Regions from separate parts of the Triticum aestivum genome. Here region 2 is linked to region 1. The links are chromatin contacts, called in public Hi-C maps. All regions are on one chromosome and are shown on one strand. The core of a region is the stretch at or near the end of the contact, and the rest is flanking DNA. Distances in the headings are between cores, read along the strand shown. Region 1 holds the start of LOC123145052 (protein RMD5 homolog). Region 2 holds the start of LOC123145055 (heterodimeric geranylgeranyl pyrophosphate synthase small subunit, chloroplastic).

Region 1 (7,156 bases), core at 3,809-6,308:
TAACCAGTCGGCTACCTCATATGTTCGTGCTTACTTAGTGCTTTATCACCCTTTTCCTTTTTTCTTTTTTCTTGGAAACACTTTTGTTTGATTTTTACTTTTTTTCTTTCTTCTTTTCTGCTAAGTGTGTGTTTTTTTTCAAAATCCCTGAACTTTATTTCAAATAGATGAACATTTTTTCAAAAATGATGAACTTTTTTCAAATTGATGAACTTTTTTCCCAATTTATAAACCTTTTTTCAAATCAGTGAACTTTTTTCGAATTTGATGAACTATTTTAAATTCGATGAACTTTTTTCAAGTTTGTTGAATTTTCAAATTCAATGAACTTTTTTCAGATTCGAGGAACCTTTTTTTTTAATTCAATGAACTCATTGCAAATTTGATGAACTTTTTTTTCAAAATCAATGAACTCTTTTTTAATTATGTGAACTTTTCTTCCAATATGATGAACTTATTCAAAATAATTCAGAAAATTAAGTGATACAGTACACATGCAATAAATAGCGCGATCGCATGTACTTATATCATTGCCGCTTTTACCATTCATTATTGGTGTGTTGTTCTAGCGGTTAGGCACAAACGTATAGGACTGCAGTGGCTTGAGCTCAAATCCTGGTGGGGGAGGGGGGGCTTCTTTTGCTGTTTTTCCTATATTATAGGTTCAGTGTGCAGTGTACCGAGCGGTCTTAACAACCGGGCGCATCGGCCCTGTTGGGGCAGGCCCAGGTGAGAACCGCGTGGGCGCCAGTAAGCATTAGCGGCGCTAAAGCGCGGCTTAGGAGGTCCCCCAAGCTTACCCCACTATGTAATTTGATGGGTTTTTAGGCTATGTTTGGTTGGACTTTTTATACCAACTTCTGCTTTGAAGAAGCTAAGAGCTAATCAAAGGGGTAAATTTTCACAACAGCTTTTTAGATTTTTTTTTTGGGGGGGGGGGGGGGGGGCACCTTCTTTTGCTGTTTTTTCATTTTTATAGGTTTGATGCGCAGCATACCGAGCCCTCTTAGCAACCGGGCGCATCGGCCCTATTGGGCCAGGCCCAGGTGGGAACCGCGTGGGCGCTAGTAAGCATTAGCGGCGCTAAAGCGCGGCTTAGGAGGTCCCCCAAGCTTACCCCACTACGTAATTTGATGGGCTTTTAGGCTGTGTTTGGTTGGACTTTTTATACCAACTTCTGAGAGCTAACCAAAGGGGTTTTCACAGCAGTTTTTGAGAATTCGTAACTTCTTCATAGTGCAAATTCCATAGTTGGGGTACCCCAACTTCTCTGCTTCTAAACCAACTATTTTTAGCAGTCCCTCTGAAATCGGGTGGTATTTACCCACCACTGCCATTGGTAAGTTGTAAACCTTCGTTGCGTTTCTTCCCTTGCAGGAAAGACACGAGCAAGAGGTCGACAGGAAAGGAGCCGCCGCCGCCGCCAGCGGCGCTAAAGGCGCGGCTTAGGAGGTGCCCCACGCTTACCCCACTACGTAATTTGATGGGCTCTTAGGCTATGTTTGGTTGGACTTTTTATACGAACTTCTGCTTTGAAGAAGCTAAAAGCTAACCAAAGGGGTAAAATTTCATAGAACTTCTTCGTAGTGCAAAATCCGCAGTTGGGGGTACCCCAACTTCTCAGCTTCTAAACCAACCGTTTTTAGCTGTCCCACTCAAATCGAGTGGTATTTACCCACCAATGACACTGGTAAGTTATACTCCTTTGTTGTGTTTCCCGCCTCGCAGGAAAGACACGAGCAAGAGGTCGACGGGAAAGGAGCCGCCGCCGCCAGCAACCCACGGGGTTGGCTACCAACGTCGCCCGCCACCACCGCCACTGACGACGACCCTCCTCCCTCTTATCTACTTCCTTCCCTTCCTCACTCCTCCATTCCTCTTCCTCCCTGCTCACGGCGGCCCTATTCCCCTCGACCAGCAGTCCGGCGGCGTCGACGCCGATGCACTGTCCCTCTGGTCTCCTCCTCTCGCCCCTCCGCCATCCCTCCTCCATCCTCCCCTGAACACAGCCGACCTAGTCCGGCGGCCGATGGCGGCACCGACCCTCTGGCCACCTCCCCTCATACCTCGTACCTCCTCCCTCATCCCCACCTATCCTTCTCTGTTCATGATTTTTTTTGTTTTTTATTTAACTATTAATAGCCATAGATTGTATATTGTGAATACATTTTCATTAGTAGTTGCTACATATTGCTGCTCTCTATTGTATTTTCAAGTAAATCTATGAATGGATTGTGTTTTTTTGGAAATTGCAAATAGTGCTATGCTCTTGTGTTAGCTATGAATCACCTAAATTACAAAATAATCGTTCAATTACCTACAAATGTACATATCACCGCTTTACGGTCAATTAGCATATAAACATATTCACTCAGACCCCAGGGACACTACAGACAATTCACAACTAAATCTACAGTTTCAGTCGTTTTAACCAAACAACCTAGTCGTTTTAACCAAACAACCTCCAGCTTTTCCACAACAGCTTTTCAAGAATCTACAGCGCAACCAAACACAGGGTTAGCATCACAAGTTAATACCATCGCTTAAAGGAGCTGATTAAAAAAATTGCTTCCCTAAAAAAGAGAGCTCATTTCTCTAAAAAAAACAAGCTGGCACTTCCAAGTCAATCAAACACAGTTAAATCACCCCATGGCCCTATAAAGAGAATCAATCATCCAATGTGTTCTTATTACATCTCTTTCATACTCTATATACAAGACATGAGCAGAGTTGAGCACCCTGAGTATAACGTCTTACCTTTACAAGTGTCAACGAAAATTTGACATTATCAGGGAGGTGATAAAAGAACGTAGCACCGTTGACAGGAAAAGAGATAGCAAAGGCTGGTGCACACAAATGGCCAATCATAGAGCAAGAAATCCTCAGATATAAAGCCGCTTACACTCAGATGCCAATGCTTCGAACGGGCAATATGGGCATTTGAAAGACCGGGAGCTGCTCTTTGATAATTTCACAGTCGACTGCTTCGACAAGACATGCCCACATGGAAGAAGCATTGGAGGATTATCATCACTACCTTGCTCACGAAGCACAGGACAGATGAACACTGAGTGGAACTGAAAATCCCTGCGGAGGTCCAATGGGAAAGGAAATTCCTTCATAGAGTGCCACTCCCTTTTTGCAGTTAGTACCGTCATCAGTTTAAGAAGAATTGGCAACACTTCAGCTCCAGCTGCAACTGTCATGCCCATAGGACCTGTGGAGGATTGACCCTTCAGATTGCAGAACTGTTGAGCGAACTCCTCAGCTAGCTTCTCCCAGTTAGTTGGTACTAAGAACTCTGTATATGGTGACTGGTCTAGGCGCCCGGCCCATAATATGGAGGCTATCAGCTTCTGGATTACATCCTTGTGTATGGTAGCAAATGGCGCCAGGTATGTCCTAGCATACTGAAGAGCCTCATCTCTTTTTCCTTGCTTGAGTATCTCAACAAACTGCAACTGGTGAAGCTTAAGTTCGAGACAGGAATCGTTTTGCAGTAGTGCATCATGATTTTTCATTGCCCAACTCAGAGCAGGCTCAGATTTCTCAGTCCGCAGCGCACCAAAAATCTCATACATCTCCTGAAACAGTTGTTTCAGTTTTATAGATGCTAAGCAACTGGCCTCTCCAAGAAAGTTGTCACCTATGTCAAATAATGCCTCCCGGTATAGATGGTTTGCAATAATCTCATTAAGTACATGCGGTTCCATGTCGACATTCTTGTAAGCTTTTGAAATATCATTGATGAAGAATTTCTCGGTGGTCTTTACCCACTTGCCGAGTGCAGTGTTCATTTCTTTCTGGCAGCTCTCAAGTTGCTTCACTGGAACCAACTCTTTCAGCGTATTCTTCAGATTAGTAAGAATTTCATGGTTCAGGTTTGATGCAGCATCCCTATCTGTGCCATTTTCTTGGATAGCACCGATAGCCTGCTCAATTTCTTTCTCGATTTGGTTTACCAAATCTATAGTTCTCGAGGATGCAAGTTTCTGCTTTTTAACAACATGATCGAATTCATCCTTCAGTGTATCTACTTCCATTTCTGACTAGCTTCAGCACCTGTTATACAAAATGGAAGACAATTTGATCAGTCAAAAGTCAAAACAGTAGGTTGCAAAGAAATGAACCTTAGATTCAAGTACCAAAGTTATCACATCATATATTACAAGCAACATATTCAGATCAGTGGCATAGAGTAATTATGTAGAACACCCACTCTTCAAAAGGTAGCCTTGCAGAATTATCATCAATAAGGAGCAAACTGACAGATGCGATTCTTCTACTAAAGGAGCAGCGTTCAAGAGAAATTGAGATGAACGAATACAAATCGCATCACCACATCACACACAAACTCTCTATCTAACTCTGTATAGACGAAAATACAAAACAAACGATTGGACATATTCCCAGCAAATTGATGTAAACCGAAATCAAATGCGCAGGCTGTGCACATAGCAGTTCAACAATACTAGCTTGAAGCACCATACTAAGAGAACTGGGCAAGAACATAAAACGGGTTGCAGTATCACCCCCACAAATTCTGGACATTTGATTTGGATCCCGACCCACAATTACAACTCTAGACAATACCAGCGTAGATTCCAAAGATGCTAGGTTGCTAACAATGCCCACCACATGCGCGCTTCACGAATTGCAGTTCTCATCACAGACTACAAACACACAAAATTCTATCACTTGTCCTACGAGACAGTATGTTCTCTACAAAACCTCACCGCAGAATCTACTCATAAACGGCGGCCTAAGTTTCCCTAACTGGTAAAAGAACACTAACCGCTCTTTATTCTTCAAGAAAACGCAATTCTCCTTCGGATCAGAGGAGAAGGACGCGGCGAAATCGAGAGGACCTGCGATGAGGTGGATCGACTGATCTGAATGCATAGGAGGCGATATAACCAAATCGAACCGAGACTGAAGAGGGAGACCGGAGAGGACGATTACCTGAACGCGAGAGCGAGAGAAAGCCGGTGGCGGTTTTGGGGGGCTCCTGTCCCGGCAAGCAATCTAGGCGAAACGACGAACCCTAGACCACTTTGGCGGCTGGATCTATTTAATGGGCCAGTTAGCAGCGAGGAGTCAGTCCTTGACTACTGGATCAGCTTAATGGGCTAGATACTCGTTAATGCCCAAAATCTCAGACTCTGTTTCTGCGTCTTTTCTGTCTGTCTTCTTTCGTTTTTACTTTTTTCATCTGTTTTTATTCTTTTTTTATGAAATTCATGAATTTTATTAAAAATCACGATTAAATTTCAAATTCATGACATTTCGTGCAAATCATGAACAATTTTAAAAATCGTAAGCTTTTCTGAAAATTGAGAAAATTTTCAAATTTCTGCATAATTTCAAAACTAAGATTTTTTAAATTCCTGAACATTTTTTTTAATTTCCAAGATTTTTGAACTAGCAAATATTTTTGAAATCACGAATTTTCCAAAATTCATGATTTTTTTCAAATTAATGAACATTTTTATAAAAGTGGGAACATCTTTCAAATTTTTGAACCTGTTTTGAATCGAGAACATTATTTTACTTTGGGATCAATTTTTTAATACGCTAACAATTTTTTATTCACGGATATTTTTGGAATAGGAAAATATTTTATGAAATTCAGAACAGATTTTTGAAATTTGTGAACATTTTGGAAACTCAGAATTTTTTCCAAAATTCTTGCACTTCTTTTGAAATACCAAACACAATTTCAAATTTGTGAACATTTTCCAATTTTTTATGATTTGCTTCTGAAAATTTGGAACGTTTTTGAAAATAAAAAGGAAAATGGGCTGGCACAAAGCGCACGCGGGGTGTCTGCGCTGGCCTATGGGAAGGCCAACCCTATTTGGGGCGTAGGTCACTACGGTTCGAACCAGTGACCTGCTTGTTTTAAGTACGCCACAATAACCACCCAGCCACCCCCTTTGGACATGGCTGATGACCTTCTTTTTGAGTTGATTTACTTACTGTTTTTTTAACGGTTTTGTTTGTTTGTTTTTCTTTTTACATTTTACTTTTTTTGCTCTTTTCTTACTCTTTTTGATAAACGATAAATGTGCGAATTTTTTCAATTTTGCTATTTTTTGTAAAATCGATGAAAATTTTTCAAATTGATGAACCTTTCAAACCAATGACTGTTTTCAAAATCTATGACCTTTTTTCAAATTTCTAAACTTTTTTTCGAAATTGATGACCGTTGTTTCAAATTAGTGAACTATTTTTCCAAATCCATGAACTTTTTAATTATTTGTTAACCTTCTTAGTAGATCACCCTGGACTTTTTTTCAAATGCTATGAACCCTTTTCAATGGGTGAAAAAAATTTTATTCATTTTTTTTCGGATTTGTTTTTAGATTCAACGGTTCAGAAACTGGGCCGACCCAGTCTGCAGAATGCGTGGGCTACGGTTTTCCTAGCTGGCGCTTAAGACGCCGAATAGGAGCTGGAAAAACCTATTTGGCGCTCTCTGCGTCAAACAGTCAACCGATCGCACAGGGGCGCGATAAAGTGGGCCGGCCCATCTCCCACTGTAGTTAGTTCCGGTTTTGGGAACTTTCTAGAAGTTTCCCAGCCGGTTTTTATCTGTTTCTAGAAGGTCCCTAAAGAGGGATTCTTATTTTCCTTTTATTTTCTGTTTCTGTTCCTTTTTTACTTTTTCTTTTCTGTTCTATCTGTTTCGTTTTTCTTTTCTTTTCTTTCTTTTCCTTTTTATTTTTATTTCAAAATAAGTTCGAGAATTCAAATATTGTTCGAAATTTAAAAAAACTTTTTTTGAAAATTTTCAGAGTTAAAAAAAAACGTTCCCAATCAAACATTGTTCTCATTTTTTCAAAAAAAAAATCAAAACTTTCAAAAATGTTCCCAATTTACAAAAAGTGTTCGAGAATTTAAAACATATTGCCATTTTCAATTTTTTTCGCAAATTTAAACTGTCCGTGAATTTTAAAAAATGTTCGTATTTTTAGGAAATGTTCACATTCGTCAACAATTTCTTTTCTTTTGAAAAATTTGTTCGTATTTTCAAAAATTGTTCATCGATTCAAAAAATGTTCTTATTTTCATATTTTGTTCACATCTGAAAAAATGATCATGTTTTCAATTTTTGTTCGGAGTTTAAAAAATTGTTCAGAGATTCAAAAATTGT
Region 2 (6,341 bases), core at 2,143-4,642, 350 kb after region 1:
TGGGCTTGGAATGAAAGACCTTCGTAAGAAAAATATTAGCTTGTTGGTCAAGTGGTGGTGGAAACTTGACACTCAACAAGGGCTCTGGCGGGGTGCGATCAAAGCAAAGTATCTCAAGAGGGATACCGTTGCCACGGTTAAAAGGAAATTTAACGGCTCCCCTATATGGAAAGCTGTCAATTGAGATATGGGGCCGTGGCCCATGTCTGTGTGGTTTCCGTGAATAGATTGCCCCCTTTATACACCCAGTTCCCTCAGTTGTTTAGTGTTTGTAATTACCCTGGCATGACTGTGGATAAGTGGAGAGATGTGGATGTGCTTAATCTATTTCGTAGACGACTACACCCGCCTCTCAATGAGATGTGGTGTAAGATGAATGTTGTTGTTGCGAGTATTCAACTTACGCTCCTGGCTCTAAACATAGATTCGCTACCAAGTCTACCAAGTCTATGTATGAGCAACTTGAAAAACATAGATTCACTTTTGGCCTGGCTGCGATAGGCTATCTGGAATTGCTGAAATCGTGCCACCATTGAGTTCACATTGCCTAAAACCCCTTTTGAAATTGTGTTCTCTGCTTGTGTTTTCTTGAACTACTAGGCATGGCTAATGAAGGGTGCAGATCGTGAAGCTCTGGAGCGTGGCATGATGATGTTGAGGGAGAATGCTAGCAACAAGATGCGGATGTGAGCTACGGCCACGGACGATTCTATAGGAAGCTAGGAGCTTCATCTCCTTCCACTCCTGACCTTGGTTGGTTGCCTAGTGTTGTCTTATTATGTCTTTTGACGTTTGTTCCCTGCTCCTACATGAACGTTGCATTGCTTGCCTGTTGAGCCTGTCCTGATACGTGATACTTTTGTGGTTGCGATGTCGTCGGGTTTTCGCCCCATAGCAAGTGTCTCGTAGGCGAGTTCCTGTAGTGGGTCCCCCCTTTCCCGTCCTCTTAAACTCTGGATCTGGACTTTGCATTTATGTTATTCAGTTAATGGAAAGGGGTTATTCCCGATTCAAAAAAATATATCTTTCTACTTTCCTATAACTTAATAACTTACACTATTTCTATGAAGTAAACTCCCTAGAATTTGAGGGTTTAAATTTATGTGCACCCCCCACCCTCCAAAAAAATTCCTATGCAAATTCATATATTTTTGCATAAAGGTATTTCAGATATATTTCCACATTGGCATAGGAAATGAGAAAATGAAAGAAAAAAAAACCCTTTTACCCACCTCGCGTGCAACCGTGCATCGGAAAAGGGACGCGGGGGAGGTGGAGAGGTGCCACGACCTGGTTCCGCCGTGGCTTGGCTCGGGAGGCGACAATGGTCGGCACAACACAGGCCGAATGGATGTGGGACAAATATTTGAAAGCTCGTCTGGATTAGCGGGGGACGTTTTCTTACAAAAAGTCCTTTTCTTTTATTTTGAATATAATTCGATGAAGATGTGTTGGAGGAGGCTTAGGAGGCACCGAGGCAGCGAAGGTCGGGTGCGGCGGCCAATAGCTCTTCCGGCACAGTGACATGGCCGTATTGCAACTTGGAAAGGGTGGGGATGTGAGCGTCGGAGTGACATGGCCGGAGAGGTTGCCGGCTTCAGCGATGGCGGGAGGCGGTGATTGCGAAAGGAAACTTCCTCCATGCTGAGGGGGCAAATTCTAATCAAATATAGGCAGAATTTACTACTCCCTGAACTTAACCCCTAAAATTTGAGTGAGCTATACAATTTAGGAGAAGGAATATATAGTGTTAACTCCCTAGACAAGAATCAAGAAATTGATTTTTTTAGGGGAAGACCTAGAGACCCTCTTATAGTCGCGTGCTTTCTCATTTTTAATGTCTGGCAAAATTTATGAATATTTATAATTGTCAGGTAACAAAGCATTGTGATGGCCTAGAGTACTGAAATGTTTTACCACCATGTGATGTTTCACACAATTTCAAACGACGAAGCACAACAGGTAAACTTTCTTACAAACGAACCGAGCAGTAGGAACAATTCGAAAGCTCAGAACATGGTGTAAACTTGGGTCAGCTTCACTCCCGTGCATTAGGAACTCAAAAATATTACTAGCATTTTATCAAATAAGTTTATCATTTGATACCATGTTATGAACTTGCTACGTTTTGGACAGAAACAGCAACCACGCATCTAATGTTCTGAACACATATGTTACAGATTTAGAGTTTCAGATCACAGAATTTCAGCACCACATAACTCTACATGTCACCTGTGCCAATGCTTAAAGCTTCGCGGTGGCTGCATCCTGGAGCTCAAAGCCCCTCTCCACGGCGTAGTCCACGAAGCTGTACAGAGGCAGCACCCGGTCGCCATACTTATCACCGAACCTGTCCGCCTCCGTCTTGGCCTGCGCCTTGAGCTCCTCGACGATGCCCAGCGCACGGTCCATGCCCAGAGAGCGCAGGACGCTGGCGTTGCTCCTCATCTTGCCGTTTCCCGACGCGCTCCGCATGTCGTCCACGAGCTCGTACAGGACGCCAATGGTGCGGCCGTATCGCCGCAACGCGGCCTCCTCGTCGGGGCCCGCACCGCCTAGCATAGCCCCGCACGCGGCTGAGCACTCCGCCATCTCGCCGAACTTCTTGGTCAGGACCTGCATGACCTCGGCTTCACCGAGGGCGCTGGCACCGGCGAGATCGAGGAACTGGCCGGCGGCCATGCCGGTGGATCCCACGGTGCGCGCGAGTTCTGCGAGAACGCGGAGGAGGACGGCGTGCGACACGGGGTCGGGGGAGGGGGTGCGGGAGATGACGTGGGTGTAGGCGAGCGGGAAGAGCGCGTCTCCTGCGAGGACGGCCATGTCCGTGCCGTACGCCGCGTGGGTGGACGGGCGACCTCGGCGGGTGGGCGCGGCGTCAAAGCACGGCAAGTCGTCGTGCACGAGGGACGCCGCGTGGAGCATCTCCAGCGCGGCGGCGGTGGGGAGCGCCGCGGCGCGCGGCGCGCCGAGGAGCTCGCAGGCGGCGACGCAGAGAACCGGGGGCGCGCGCTTGGCGGCGCCCTCCTTTCCGGCGCCCGGGAGGACGGCGTGGCGCATGGCGTTGTGGATGCTCTCCGGCGGGCGGATGGGCATCGCGGCATCGAGCTCGCCCTCGACCTCCGAGATCAGCGAGGTCCAGTAGCGGCGCAGGTCAAAAGATGGGGAGGCGGCGGCGGCGGCGGCGGGAGAGGCCCGGATAGGGAGGAAGCGGCTTGATTTGGAGGTGGATGGCGGCCTCGGGATGGGGAGGGGGAGGGAGACGAAGAGGGATGAGAGAGCCATGGCGACGGAGAGGCGCAGATTTGGGTTCGGATGTGGTTTCTTGGGTTCGTGGGTGTGACCCGGCTAGGTGACGCTGTTCTGCACTTCCGTTGTGCCACTAATCCGGTATATGATCGTGGGATGCCTATTATCAGATCACGAGTTCTCGAAAAGAAAAAAAACTGATGTCGTCAACTCGTCACGTGAGAATCAGTCTCAAGACCAACATTGGTAAAGCCTCATCGATGTCATAGCCAAGCTTTTAAATCTAGGCCGGTACGACCGATATATAGGCTGATATATCACTTTTGGGGCTCCACCGACATAAACATAATATATCATTTTTCAATATATCATCCGATATGGGCCGAAATATCAACCGATATGGCCGATATCTAGCCCAATATGTCCAGCGATATAGAACAATACATAGATGACAATAATAATTTGTTGGATAGCAGTGAAATAAGATTGTGCATTTACAACTTCGTTATATATTATTGAAGTTATTCACAATGTTTTATACAAATGCATATATATCGTACTGTTTTTAATCATAGAGTAAGGATTTTGTGAATCTTTCCTTAATAGTTTCTTAATCAACAAATCAATAAACTAGGAATCTAAAAATGCTATGTTGAAGCATTGACATCATACATTTTCTTTTACTAAAAAATGTTTTAAACAAGAATAATGAAAAAAAAACTAGAGACCGATATATCTACATATCATCCGATATCCGACATCCAATATGTCAAAACCAAACCGATACGGACCCGCTATCCGATATTTTGAAGCTTGGTCATGGCCAGGGGTTTTCTCTCAGACTTGCCGTCCCCTAGCATTGCTCTCTTCCGGCGGCTCCGGACGCCGAGGGGCTGTTTGGATCGGATTTTTTTTTGAAACTATGATGATTTTTATAGCAAATTCGGAAACTATAACCCTAATGCAGAAAAATCAAAAGTATCACCCTATCGGCCTCATGTTGGCCGAAGAGAGACTTTTCGGCCAACCTTTGGCCAAAAAGGACTTTTCGGCCAACACCTGCTCTGCTGTTTTAGAAAATTCATATCAATTAGGATTTTTAGTATTTTAATTTGATTCTTTTTGCATTAGATTAGAAATTTTATGAAGTTCCTGTAGATATCAAGTTTGACTAGATTTGAAAGTTTGAATTTGAATTTTCATGAATTTGCTCAAATCACTAGATTGCCTATAATTTGAGCTAGGAGTATTTTTTTCAGATGATTCTTTTTGCTACTGGTTCTTTGTGACTTTGTTTATCAGTAGTAATTAATTGGCGAATTTTATAATTATTTAAAATTAGGTTTTTATGAAAGCAGTTCTGTTTTAGTGTTTTATAGGTTTTATGCCATTTCTTTCAATTTTAATTGCTTTAAATTGTTTTCTTTAGTTTTTTGACATATTCTTTTTGTTTTTGTTTAGTTATCAGTAGCTATTTTATTTGTAGTATTTTTTGTATTTTATTTCTTTTATCCTACTAGAAAACTTGTTTTGAGCTTCATAGGAGTTTATATTTAAAAGTTCCTTATAAATCCTGTTCAACCATTGCCGTTTTATACATGAAAAAAAATACTTTTCCGCAATTTTTTCCTTCCATTTTCTTTCCCGCCATCTTCTTTGCCGCCATTCTCTCCCGCCACACTAAGGAGTGCTGCATCGACGGAGGATGACTATGATGCCTTCATGTGGAGTGTGAAACACTGTGTGAGAGAAGTCATAAGTGTGAAACACTCTCCGATGATGATGACGAAGCTGCAAACACTTATGACTTCTCTCAGACAGTGTTTCACACTCTACCAGCAGCACCGACGCAGGAGACACAGACCGTGTCAGACGATGTTATCTACGGTCGTGGACAACATGAGGCTCGTTTTATAAGTTGAGAAGTGAAGATGGCAAGAAAGAAGATGGCGGGAAAGAAGATGGCGGGAAAGAAAATAGCGGGAAAGAAAATGGCGGGAGAGAATGGCAGGAAATAAAATGGCGGGAGAAAATGGAGGGAGAGAATGGTGGCAAATAAAATGACGGGGAATAAAATGGCAGGAGAAAATGGAGGCAAAGAATGGCGGGAGAAAATGGCGGCAAAGAAAATAGCGGGAGAAAATGGAGGGAAAGAACGACGGGAAAGAAAATGGAGGATAAAAGAAATAAAATACAAATAAAATATCTACTAATAACTTAACAGAAACTAAAAGAATATGTCAAAAAATAAAGAAAACAATTAAAAGCAATTAAAATTAAAAGAAATAGCACAAAACCTATAAAACACTAAAACAGAACTGTTTTCGCGAAAACCTAATTTTAAATAATCCTAAAATTCACCAATTAATTGTTGGGGAACGTAGCAGAAATTCAAAATTTACTACGCATCACCAAGATCAGTCTATGGAGTAATCTAGCAACGAGGGGAAGGGGAGTGAATCTACATACCCTTGTAGATCGCGATGCGGAAGCGTTGCAAGAACGCGGATGAAGGAGTCGTACTCGTAGCGATTCAGATCGCGGTTGATTCCGATCTAAGCGCCGAACCACGGCGCCTCCGCGTTCAACACACGTGCAGCCCGGTGACGTCTCCCACGCCTTGATCCAGCAAGGTGAGAGGGAGAGGTTGGGAAGACTCCATCCAGCAGCAGAACGACGGCGTGGTGGTGATGGAGGAGCGTGGCAATCCCGCAGGGCTTCGCCAAGCACCGCGGGAGAGGAGGAGGAGGGAGAGGGGTAGGGCTGCACCGAAAGAGAGACGTTCTCGTGTGTCTTGGGCAGCCCAAACCTCAACTATATATAGGGGGGGAGGGGGCTGCGCCCCCCTTAGGGTTTCCACCCCCAAGAGGAGGCGGCCAGCCCTAGATCCCATCAAGGGGGGGCGGCCAAGGGGAGGAGAGGGGGGGCGCCCCACTAGATGGGCCCTAAGGCCCATCTGGACCTAGGGTTTGCCCCCTCCCACTCTCCCATGCGCCTTGGGCCTTGGTGGGGGGGCGCACCAGCCCACCTGGGGCTGGTCCCCTCCCACACTTGGCCCACGCAGCCTTCTGGGGCTAGTGGCCCCACTTGGT

What was found. A called contact is a pair of places that touch in the nucleus more often than the background predicts.
Region 2: a Hi-C map of leaf shows a contact between it and region 1, with 5 times the contacts expected there. The contact joins the promoter of LOC123145055 here to the promoter of LOC123145052 in region 1. A contact is called at or near these places in 2 of 5 Hi-C or Micro-C datasets (both in leaf).

What each region holds. Positions count from the first base shown.
Region 1 is chr6D:349,510,577-349,517,732 of IWGSC CS RefSeq v2.1, forward strand. It overlaps LOC123145052 (protein RMD5 homolog), which reads right to left and starts at 5,059. Exons shown (of 4, transcript XR_006472073.1): 1 at 4,963-5,059; 2 at 4,796-4,868; 3 at 2,758-4,062; 4 at 2,262-2,494.
Region 2 is chr6D:349,864,954-349,871,294 of IWGSC CS RefSeq v2.1, forward strand. It overlaps LOC123145055 (heterodimeric geranylgeranyl pyrophosphate synthase small subunit, chloroplastic), which reads right to left and starts at 3,393. Exons shown (of 1, transcript XM_044564363.1): 1 at 2,052-3,393. The coding sequence starts at 3,285. The coding sequence ends at 2,245.